Regions from separate parts of the Rattus norvegicus genome. Here region 2 is linked to region 1. Evidence: chromatin contacts called from public Hi-C data. All regions are on one chromosome and are shown on one strand. Each heading gives the region's core, a stretch centred on a gene start, on an enhancer-like site or on the middle of the called end of the contact. The rest is flanking DNA. Distances are from core to core; before and after follow the strand shown. Region 1 overlaps Ptpn4 (protein tyrosine phosphatase, non-receptor type 4). Region 2 has its middle 27 kb from the start of Tmem177.

Evidence for each region. Hi-C and Micro-C count contacts between places; a contact is called where the count stands out from the background.
Region 2: a contact with region 1 is called in a Hi-C map of psoas muscle, with 2.6 times the contacts expected there. The contact joins two enhancer-like sites. A contact is called at or near these places in 9 of 12 Hi-C or Micro-C datasets (the A7r5 cell line, Schwann cells, frontal cortex and 5 more).

The regions. Positions count from the first base shown.
Region 1 is chr13:33,481,554-33,487,537 of GRCr8, forward strand. All of the region lies in intron 1 of Ptpn4 (protein tyrosine phosphatase, non-receptor type 4), which reads right to left. Among named protein-coding and RNA genes, the nearest start is that of Ptpn4, 20 kb to the right of the region's middle. Within about 2 kb of position 1,973, at least 2 of the 93 cell types and tissues checked have an H3K27ac peak or open chromatin away from gene starts, as enhancers often do.
Region 2 is chr13:33,550,121-33,556,241 of GRCr8, forward strand. No RefSeq gene overlaps it. Among named protein-coding and RNA genes, the nearest start is that of Tmem177, 27 kb to the right of the region's middle. Within about 2 kb of position 1,586, at least 8 of the 93 cell types and tissues checked have an H3K27ac peak or open chromatin away from gene starts, as enhancers often do.

The DNA.
Region 1 (5,984 bases), core at 723-3,222:
CATCAGAGGCTTTATGCTCTCATTTTTTTTTTTTTTGGACTACTCATTCTAAGGACACTTCTCTCAAAATTCAGCTAGTATATCTCCCTCCCTCAGCCACAATGGAAAGTTCATAAGTAAGAGCTCCAATCTATAGCCTCCCTTGAGCCTATGCTTGAGTCATGAGACACATAAACAAGCATGCCTGGAAAGGGCCCTCTATTCCCTAAGCATTCTGACTCCCAGGTATTCCCAGCCCAGTAAGCATATATTATATTGTAGAAAAGAAAACAGTAATCATTCCAGGCCCTGTTACATTAGAATTCCTCACACATAGAATCGACAAATCATAAAATGGTGACTGCTAAGTGTTGGCACAGCTTATTAGATACCAATAAAAACTAGAATAATTCGTGTCTATCACTTCACTCTTAAAACAGTGATAGTTCACTATTTTTATCTCTTTGCAGATGCAAAGATGTCCAACCAGTAACCCACAGGCACACATGGCCAAGGGTAGTTATGAAAACCACCCAACACAAACTTTAAACTTAGGTGGCACAGACATCTGATGCCATATGGATCTATAGGTTCATGTAACCCAAGGGTTGTTAGGGGATCCCCACCCACACTGTGCTACCAAGGCCTGTGCCCCACCCCTGGACTCCATGTGTTCTGCAGTGGCCTGAAGTATTGCTCCTGTTCACTAGGTTGGCCACTAGTTTCCATGGAGAGAAATCCCCTTGGCTGCAGCAGTTTGCTCCAGGCCATGGCAATAGCACATGCAGATGTGAAAAACAAAACAAAAACCTATAAACTTACAACCTTGAGGGTTTTCTTTTTTGTTATTTTTTTGCCTGTGTGTGTGTGTGTTAACTTGTGCACAGCTCTCAAGCATACACTTTGAGAAGAGAACACTGCTGAAGTATGCTAAAAGGTTGGGCATGACAGCTAGAAGGACTAGGTGACTGACCCAAGATTATGCAAGCAAAACTAGGAGAAGCACTTGAATACAGATTTACCTAATCACAAAGACACCCTTCCCACCATATCTTAATGACTTTTACTTCTGCAAGCTAAAATAATTCTTAATGTGGTTTTCTGTCATCCATCAAAGAATCTACCATTTGATCCACTGTATAACCTACCTCAACACTACTAGAAAACTGAGAACCGAAATGAAATCATTTCTATTCTAATCATATCTATCATTACATATTAAGAGGTTAGCCTAAATTGGTGGCAAACAATACTCAAGAGGAAGAAGAGAGTGGATCTCTGAGTTTAAGGCCAACCTAGAAACATACTAAGTTCCAAGTCAGCCAGGGCTTAACAGAGAGATCCTGACTCCAAAAAAAAAAGTTAAACTACGATAAGAATTCACTGCTCCTATGTGTTGGGGGGCGGGGGAGATTACAGGAGGCCTGACAATCAGTATTAGTTTTGCTATTTTATCTAACTTAGCTTTTTCCTCCCTAACCTCTCAAAACAAAACAACAAAAAACTTTCTAAACTGACTTCCTAAATAAGTCATTGTACAACAAAAAAGTTTTGTTGTACAAATGAATAAAGGAGGCAGCAAAAGCAGGGCACCCATTACACCAACTATTAGTTCTTAAAATAAATATTCTGAAGTTACTGTGTTGCAGGAGAATTTTAAAATCAACTGCATAGGTTGTTTTTAGTAACAACAAAAACATTTAGAATGCTTGGAAAGCCACTGAGATAAATATCCTAAATTTTAACAACCACAGCTTCTTTCTTGAAGCAGTCACTCCATTTCTCTGAGCTATGATTTCCTCCTCTGTTGAATAGAATGAATATGAGTAAACATTTAAAATGTGATACATGTGGCTTAAGGATTGCCTTTTAATGAGAACTGAGGACTGAACATATGAACTCAGGTCTTTCATATGAACTCAAAGACTCCAGCACTGAGATAGTTACCCTCAGGCTCAAATGGTTTTTACTGAGATTTAAGCTGTCACTTCCAGTTAATGATGATCCACTGGACAGTCCAGGACTACACGAACTAACTGCAAGACTACAGTGTCTCTGCATACTCCCTAGTTCTAAAACTAAATCATTTCTAATGCCAAACTGTTTAAAGGTCTATGCTTTCAAAATTTGAATAAATAAATCTAACTGCATAATTGGTAATACAACTACAACAAGGGAATAAAACAATCCTAGTAACTTTAATATTCTTGACCAGAGCTGATAAAACATTCCTGCATGGAGGGGGCTGGAGAGAAGGCTCAAAGAGCATTCGCTGCTCTTCCAAAAGCCCAGTGTCTGGTTTCCAACACTTGCATGGCATGTCGCAGCTGTCTGTAACTCCAGTTTTAAGGGATCCAAAGTTCTCTTCTGGCCTCTGTAGGCATCAGGCATACCCACAGTCACATAGTTACATACACACACGCACAGGCAAAATACTCATATGAACATAAAATAAAAATTTTAAAGCTTTTCCTATAAGAAGCCATACTTTTTAATTTTTGTATTTTTTTTAATGTAAATTGATGTTTTGCTGGCAGGTCTATGTGAGGAAGTCAGATTCCCTGGAACTGGAGTTACAGACACTTCTGATGAATTCTGGGGGTGCTTGGAATTGAACCCAGGTCCTGTTGAAGAGCAGGCAGTGCTCTTAACTGCTGAGCCATCTCTCCAGCCTGAGCTAGAGTTGTAAAAGTTGAGGTTTTACAGGTCAGGTGATCTCTAGTGCAACAATTTAATTTTAGCATTATAGAATGCAATCAGCCACAAATAACACAAAGCAGTGTGGTTGTATTCCAATAAAACTACTAATAATGAAGTTTGAATTTCATATAATTTTCACAGGTCCTCAAATATTATTTTTCCTTTGATGTTTTTTCCAAGAATTAAAAAAAATTTAAAGTCCCCTTACAATTCATAGGCAATACAAAATAGGTGATCAGACTTGTTTTACCTATCACAGTATGCTCAACTCATGACTTAAATAACTGATAGAAAATGCTGATGAAAACTCAAGAAACATGTAAAAATAGTGTACAAACACACACACACACACACACACACACACACACACACACACACACACACAAAGCTAGGTTGATGAGACAGTTGTGCAGATACAGGTACCTATCACCAAGTTTGAGAACCTTAGTTCCATTTCCCAGGATCCACATTGTGGAAAAAGAGAACCAACTCAACACCAAGTTTTCCTTTGACCTTAAAATGCATACACTCCTCTCTCACATTAGAATGTCTTTTTGTTTTTGTTTTGTTTAATTTATGCTGGCATAATTGTTTAAAAACAATTACATAGGTAGTAAGTCCAAATTCTGTAAAAGTTTGTTTTTCAGTGTTGGGCATTAAATCGCTGGCCTTAAAGCAACCTATAAAAGTGATCTACAACTGAGCTATATTTCAGGTCTCTATTCATTTTAAATATTTATTTTCTGTACGGGTAAGGAATGTACTAATGCCACAGCATGCATGTACATGTCAGAGGGCAACTTCTAAGAGTCAGAATTCTCTATCACCATTTGGTTCCAAGGATAAAATTGATCCTTAGGCTTGGTGGCTTTTATGCCCCCCACCAACCCTGTCTCTTTTTGATAGGGTCTTGTAAGATTTTGTTTTCTTTAAAACCCAATTATATTATGTGAATATGATTTTGTTCTAATCCCAAGTGTGGGATATGGGGCTGTTTCAGTTTGTCCACAGACATTAACTATGATTGTCATGTGCTCTAAAAGAGAAGTGATGTTTGCCAGCTGCAGATAGTTATGTTTGGCATTCTAGGGACTGTTGAAAGGGTTTTAAAGGGGAGAGCACTGGGAGGGCCTGTGGTGACACTACTCCTTGCTGCTGCATTTGCTGGTTTGCTGGTTTGCTGGATATTCTGCCAACAAAGATGGGACTTGCCCCTAGGAACCCAATACTCCTAATCATCAGGAAGTATTATAACCTCCTTTCCCCTCTAACCTTCCTTCTCTCCTATCTAGTATTAGGGAGTTGAAAGGGATTACGGTGGAATAAGGTTTAGAAGGGTGGTAGATATAAGAACCCAATAAAATAGCTAAACAAATACACCAACAGGGTCTCATGGAGCACAGACTAGCTTCAACTCACTATGTATATGTAGCCAAGATGATCTTGAATTCCTGATACTTCTGTCTCCACATCTGGGACATAGGTGTGCACACCTCAACCAGTTCATTTTCTGGGGATCAAAGTCAGGACTTCATGAATAAAGCACTCTATCAACTGAGCTAAATCCCTAGTCATCAAAATTCTTTGCAGATAAGTGAAACTATTCATAAATATGAAACATGAAAGCAAAAGAGCCCTGGGGGTGGGAGGAGACTAACAGGAGAAGGAAGAAGGGTGCTACTTTGCTGCAACTGCATTTTCTAATGCTTTAGACTTTAAAATAAAGTAAAATGATGGCAATATAAGACATTAGACTAGCTTAGTTGTTGCTATAATTCAGTGAAGAAAGAGTCTCATACTTTCTGTACTGAACTCAATAACATAAAACTAGATGGGCCAGACTCACTTGGGGCAGCATGTTGATCCCCAGAACCCACATGATAGAAGGAGAGAGAATCTGTAAGTTGTCCTCTGACCTCCACATGTGTATATACACATACACACACACACACACACACACACACACACACACACACACACACACACACACATACACACATACACACACACACGTACACTCAAGTGCACATTAAATGTATTAAGCACATTGTTCATAAGAAAATTGTGATATACCTTGCTTGCATACAATGCTTAAGGTATGTAACAAACAACAAAACAACAAAAACCCTTTTCAGAGATTTGAAACTGTTAACCTATAGAACGTTTTGCAAGTAATTAAGCTTAAACATTTTAGAAGATAAAAGTGGGGTTGGGGAGATGCCTCAGAGAACTTGCTGAGCAATCACGAGGACCAGAATTCAAATTTTAAAACTTATATAATAAGCTGAGCATCCCCACAAACACCTGTGACCCTAGCTCCAAGGGGAACATAGAAAGATCACCGAGTGCTCCAGGTTCAGGGAGAGAGCCTGCCTCATAGGAACAGATAGAAATGATAGAAGAGGATGACTAACTCCCTTGTCTGGCTTCCACATGTGTGAGATGAGAGCATACCTATACTCATATATGTACGCATTCTGCATTCTGCATTCTGCATTCTCTCTCTCTCTCTCTCTCTCTCTCTCTCTCTCTCACACACACACACACACAACACACACACACACACACACACACAGAGAGAGAGAGAGAGAGAGAGAGAGAGAGAGAGAATCTTTCTTAAAAGCATATAAATGGATAGATACAAAGTAGACCACAATATCAGAATCAACTAAGAAAAGTTTTCCACAATCTAAAACCTTTCCCTACAAAGACACTCTATTTCATTAGTAGCTTCTATAGAAAACCACTGCAACTGACTACAATAAACTTTGGACTGAAAAAGGTTAAGTTAGAAATGTTAAGAAAAAAAACACATTTACAGAGATTTTATTATAATCACAATAAAACAATCCTAAAATGTTCTTAATCTCCTTAGAAAAGTTCTTCACTTTATTTTACAGGCAGATGGAAAATAGACACATTTGATCAAACAAGCAGGTCAGATCACTCTGGCTATAGTGTAGTTCAAATTTTAGAAGGCTAAACTAATGGCAGAATACTCTTTAAGGAGACTACCATAAAATTCCTGGTAAGAGATAATGATGTGCCTTTGACAACGTCAAGAGGTTTTTTTTTTCTTTAATATCCCAAATAATTTCAGAAGTTTTAGTCAAACTTCACTGACCATATGAAGATTAGGTGGCAATAGGGCTATAATAGGGAAAATTAAGGAAGAAATCTCAATAGTGATGATACACAGCAGTCCATTCAAGCAATCAGAAAAAAATAGTATCCAGAGCTAACAACAACAGACACAAAGCAAGCAAAGTCACTTTAAGCAGGCAGCATCCAGTAACTAGGAAAAG
Region 2 (6,121 bases), core at 336-2,835, 68 kb after region 1:
CATGATAGAACGGCCCTCAGAACTCGATATGTGTGTCAGGTGTGTAACAGCTGGCTAAGGACAGTGTGTGAAAGTGGCTGGCAGAGGGACAGCCGGAGTGCATGGCTCCCGTGGATCCACACGGTACCGGTAGCCTCTGATCCATTTTTATTTTTACTGCAACAACCCTAGCTTTTCTGCTTACCCTGACCTCTTGGGAGGCTGCCCTAAGACACAGGCCAATTACAGGTCTCCTTGCAGGAGACCTGGGTGAGACGAATTGTGGAAAGCACAAACTATAAGCAAGCAGGGGAGGCTGGCTCCTGTGTTGCCTGAAAGGCTGGGATTTCATTGGGAGACAAGCAACCAGTTACTTACAACTCAATGGGATGGATGGTCTTGACGAAACCAGCTCTGGGCTGCTGGGGACACGGAAGAGCTACCAAACATGCTCTCCTTCTGGGAACATTCATAGACGTTTCCAGAGGAGAGGACAGAGTAGAAGCAGGAGTAAGAGCGTCAGGGAGATGGGTTGAGATCTCATCACTGCTGCTAGATGAGATGCCCCAATACTACAGTCTACTTCCTCCATGTAGGGCTCACAGCGGTAGGAACTTGGCCAGCTCTTAGCTCTTTCCAACTATTGGGGGGATTGTGGTGAAATATGCCTCCTATTCCTCTGGTGCCTTCCATGCCTTCCCTGTCACCTTGTCTGAGGACAAGCACTTCTTCTGGTAAACTCTCTGCTACTCCCTAACATAAAAGATGAAGCCATAGGCCGAGAACAAATCTCAGTGGGTATAACGTGTCCCTAGCACACATGAGGCCCTGGATTCAATCCACAGCACTCGGCAAGAAACACAAAGTCTCCCCAGCACTCCATGAACTGTGCATGATGACACATACTGATCGTCTGAGCCTTTGGGAGGTGGAGGCAGGAGGATCAGAAATTAAAAGTTGGTCTGATGAGTGAGGGACACATTTGTCTCACAAGCATGAGTTTGTATCCACAGAACCCCCTCACAAGAGGGACTTTAAGTATGCCAAGTCCCCCATGTCTCCGCCAGAGGTCTGCCTCCATCCTTTGTCAGAGTGACCCCTGATCAGCAAGAGACCCCAGGCAGTCTCTTGTTTCCTGGCCTTTGTCACCTGGATCTTAGGTCCTGGCACTAATGGCGACCTAGCCCAATTCCTGGCATTGGCTGCTCTGTGGCTGCTCTCCCCATTGTCACAACATACCAGGCAGGTGAGAGGAACAAGATGCCATTTAGAAAAGTGAACATTTGGGAGTGATGTTGGAGAGTAGCAGCACCTCTGGTGGGTGTCTGCCCCCGTGGGGTGGTTACCCATGTTCTGCCTCCCCTCCCCCACTGTCCTTCTCCCCTGGACTGCTCTGGAAGGAGGAGCCATGAGCTCATGTCTGAGAAATGCTTTGAAGATGAGAATCACTGAACATTTCCCCAACAGCCCTCAATTTACTTTTTCAGCATTCTCTCTGGGTTGTCAAGCCTTTGTAGTTATTTTTATAAATAGCAATCGCTGGCTGCTTCCATTTTTACCCAGGACGGTTCCACCTCCGGCTGGATCGGATGTCGTTTTGCAACTGACAGCCCTCCAGGCTGGACTTGCCCCTGTTTCTCCCGATGATGCCTTCTCTGTATCTCCCTCCTGCCGCTGCAGAACCCACCCTCGTTCTCACTTGTGCATTCACGCAGTCTTCCTGTCTGTTTATAACCAAGTCTGCCATGGTTGCTCCGCTCTTCCCACAAGGCCCAAGTTCTCCAAGATGGCACCCAGAGCTGCCCACCATCCAGCCATCGCTCACCTGCTTGGCTGCATTCCTGGCCTTGTCCCTTATCACTCTTGGGCTCAGACATCTTGAACTCTCTGATAGTTCTTAATGCAGAAGGCTTAGCCGTGGGCTGGAGAGATGGCTCAGTTGGTAGAGTTCTTGCACTTTTATAATTTTAGCACTTGAGAGGTGGAGGCAAGAGGATCAGAGGTTCAAAGTTTAGATGGGGAAGATGGCTCAGTGGGTAAAACACTTACTGTATAAATATGAGAACCCATGCAAAGACTGGATGCAGTAGTGCGTGTCTGTGATCCCTTCTGGGGTGAGATGGGAGGCAGACACAGGAGAGCTTTGCCAGCCCATGGCATGGTCAGCTAGCCATGAGCTAGTCAGAGGCGATGAGACCCTGCCTCAAACAAGGTAAGAGACTCAGCCCGACTTCTGAGGTTCTACCCCAACCTCCACACAGCTGCCGAGGCTTGCACACACCTTCATTCACACACAGGGAGTTGGAGATCATCTTCAACTACTAGCGAATTAGAGGTCAGACTGGGATGCATGAGGCCCGTTGGAGAAGGAGGAGGAGGAAGAGAAAGAGGAGGAGGAGGAGGAAGAGGAGGAGGAAGAGGAGGAGGAAGAGGAAGAGAAAGAGGAGGAAGAGGAGGAGGAGGAAGAAAAGGAGGAGGAGTAAGAGGAAGAGGAAAAGAAGAAAGGAAGGAAGCCTTATGCAAAGCTTCTCTTAGGTTAGGAGAGGGTTAAGTTCATAGAGAACAGTAAATTTAGGCCTGTGAGATGGCCGGGGGTTGGGGTGGGCAACTTGCATTTGATCCCTGGAATCTACTTAAAAATCGAAAGAAAGAATCCATCCCATAGAGGTATCCTTTCACCTATTCACACATGATATGGCACATGCACACACGCACACAGACAGACAGACAGACAGACAGAGAGACAGAGACACACACAGACACACACACACATAAAAAAATATTTTAAAAGAAGGAAAGTGTGAGTCTAGTAGTGGACCTTCCTGCACAGACAGCTCGAGGGAGTTGGTTCTCTTGTTCCACTTGCTGAGCTCCAGGGATCACGTCCGTATTGTCCTGCTTGTCCGCAAAAGTCTTTATCCACAAACATCTCAGCAGGTGTTTTGTCTTGTTTTGTTCTGGTTTTTTGGGACAGCGTCTTTCACTTGAGCTGAAGCATTTTGCTATGCCCAGACTGTCTAACTGTGAGCACCTGTTGTCCACTCATTTCAGCTTTCCCAGCTCTGGGATTACAAGTATTTGCACACCACACACACAGCTTTTGGTGTGTGTGGGTTCTGCAAAATCAAATACAAGCAAAGTCTTCTGACCGAAGCCCGCTTCCCAGCCCTTGCTTACTCTTTTGGCCCCTTTCCTTCCCTGTACTTAGGGATTTTGAGGAGACGTAGAGGAAGGTTGTGAATATCTTCAGGGGACACTTGAGGCTTCCTCTCCCCTGGGCTTTATGGGTCCTTCTATGCCAGGTATCCAAATACCATCTCCAGAGGACAGTGTTTCTGGGGTCCTTCCCCTGCCCTTCCTCCACTCCTGCTGACAGTGGAAAGCCCTTTGCATGAGAGGTGCTATGGAACACACGGTCCCTAAAGGTATAGACACATGTTAGGCATGTGAACTGCTCACCTGAAGACCCCTTCCTCTGGGCAACCTGTGTCCAATTGAGGGACAGACTCTGACAGGCTCACCTCATCAGAAGGGGATTCTCCTATGCTGACCCCCCAATTCGAGCATGCCCCCCCCCAAGCAATCCCTGATACTGTGATTCCTCAACTCCAGTGAACTTCCCCAGAAGCTCTGCCTTCTGCTCATATGGTCTGAGAGTTGAACTTCCCCAGAAGCTCTGTCTTCTGCTCATATGGTCTGAAATAGTGGTACAGCCAGGGTGTGGTTCATTCTAACAGAGCTGAGTTGATTGAAATTGGTCAAGTGGACTGTATTTATTTTTACTGGGTAAAATGCACATAACATGAAATTTACCTTTGAGAACAAACGATTCAGTGGCATTTGGGACATTCACAATGTGGTATAACCCCCCTCTCTTACCTTGTTTCAAGGCCTTTCCTCACCGCATCTCTTCACCCTATGAAGCCATCAGAGGCTTCCCATCCCCCTCTCCTCTAGCCCCTGGTGATGACCAATTTGCTTTCTGTCTTGATGGGTTGCAAGTGTGGTATGTATCATCTAAGATCATCAGTAACCATCAAAAGCTTCTGGTTCTTGTGGTGGTAAATTCAAAGGGATTGGGGCATGGGGTGGGAGTTTTAGCTGGAAACCACCAATCATTAGTTAACAGCACAATCTCAAAACAGCCATTGTCACAGAGGATCTGTTAGGCACAGACATGGTTAGAGAGTGTAGTCTACAGGTTCATTTTTAGCTTTTTAAAACATGTATCTATCTGTATGTGTGTGTCTGTGTGTGTGTATACGTGTGCATGTGTGTGTGTGCGCGCGTGTGTGTGTGTGTGTGCGTGTGTGTGTGTGTGTGGTGTGGTTATGGCAGTAATAAGAGTGTAACAGGTACATGGCGAGCTTGGTATTTGCTGATGGAGAGACTAAGATTAAAAGACAGTGAAGTAGCCTTCACAGAGCTCTGAGTTCCTTCCTCGCCTGAGGAAAAGACAGGCAAGAGACACACCCACCAATCAGTGTGGATCTTGCTGAAACCCAGACTCCAACAAACTTACAGCAACGTGGGCGTCTTTGGAACATTTGAGAGACTGACTATAGGCTGATTATTAGATGGCAATAAGGAACTTACGCTGCTTGAACACAGGTATGAGGGATTTCACACACGAATCATGTAAGTAGAAGCCATCCTTGTGTTTAGAGCCACATGCCGGGACCGTTCTGCAAAGCCAGAGTGGTTGGGAATTTTTCCCCACAAAAATAAAAATAGCTGAAGGGAGAGTGGCACCCATTGCTGCATCTAAGTGATGGGTGTTGGGAGTTTACTGAGCTGTCTGCATGAGTCAGGATCTACCCAGGAGGAGGAACCACCGGGAGATATTTAAAGCATACAGCCTAGGAGACAGAATTCTGGTTACACGGTGGATGGAGACCAGAAACCTGACAAAGAACTCAGAGCTGAGATTGTCACTGCCAACCTGGGACTGAAGGGCAGAGCCAGAGGGTGCTGCCCCTAGAGCCAGGGATGGGGTCACTGACCTAGTGGGAACCCCAGTAGGCCTTCTGGATGTGCGGCACCCCAGTGACAGTGGAGATACTCCCTCTGGCGGCTGTCCTCCATCCTCCATGGGATTGCCTCTCAGGACACAGTCCACAGCATTCTCAGTTTTGTGTGGTGCTTGGAATCCAACCCAGGGCTCTGTGAATGCTAAACAGGCATTGTACCAGAGGAGGCGCGTCTCAGCCCCATGGTGCCTCTTAGAGTTCTCATCCATAAAGCACTTTGCCCATGGCATCCCATTGCCCGAGGTCACCATGGAGACTCCTTGCAGCCTGCTGAGTGCCTTGGGCAATGCCGCTCTCAGGGCAGACTCACTACTTTCAGCCAGCACTTTTAGATAAGTCATTCCTCTCCGGCAAATAAAGCAAGGGCTGTTCTGTGTCTCCACGGCCTGTCAGTGAGAACCCAGAGCGAGTCAATTGCTGTTACCCTGAGCCATCAGCTCTCAGAACCTGGGGAGATTTGGCCTCATTTCCCACAGTGGTCCTGCTGGTGACCTACCCCAAATCCATTTCCTCAGCGTTCCTATGAATAAAACAGAGACTTTGTTCAGGTCGACAATGTACCTGGCGGCTAAAAAAAGGCTTGCTTCCCCGGCGCTCTTGAAGTTACCAGTGGCCTTGTGATCAAGTTTAGGCCAAGGAGCTACAGATGAACGTCCTTGGGCAGTGTGATCCTTTGGAACAAAGAGGCAAGCCAGCCACAGCAGCAACACAACTCCATAGCGGCAGGACTACGGTACAGCCCAGGATGGGCTGAGTTCAGCTGAGTATGTGATTGTTGTTCCAAGCAGACCAACAAACAAAACAACCACCCAAACAAAAAAATGCAATCGAGCTTTCGCTCAACACGAAGGGGGAGGGGGAGTAAGTAAGTCGGCACCTAAGACCCAGCCTGCCCTCTATGGCACAGCACTAGAACTGGAGAAGCAGAGGAAAAGAATGGATGTGGGCCAGTGGGTGTCCACCTGAGCAGAGACCATGGTGCTGGAGCATTTGTGCCTCTTGGGAGAGGACCCAAGTGTACCTTCCAGAATTCACCACGGCAGTCTACAGCTGCCTGTAACTCAAGCTTCTGGGGTTTCCATGCTGTCTTCTGGACACAGACCTGAGTCTCT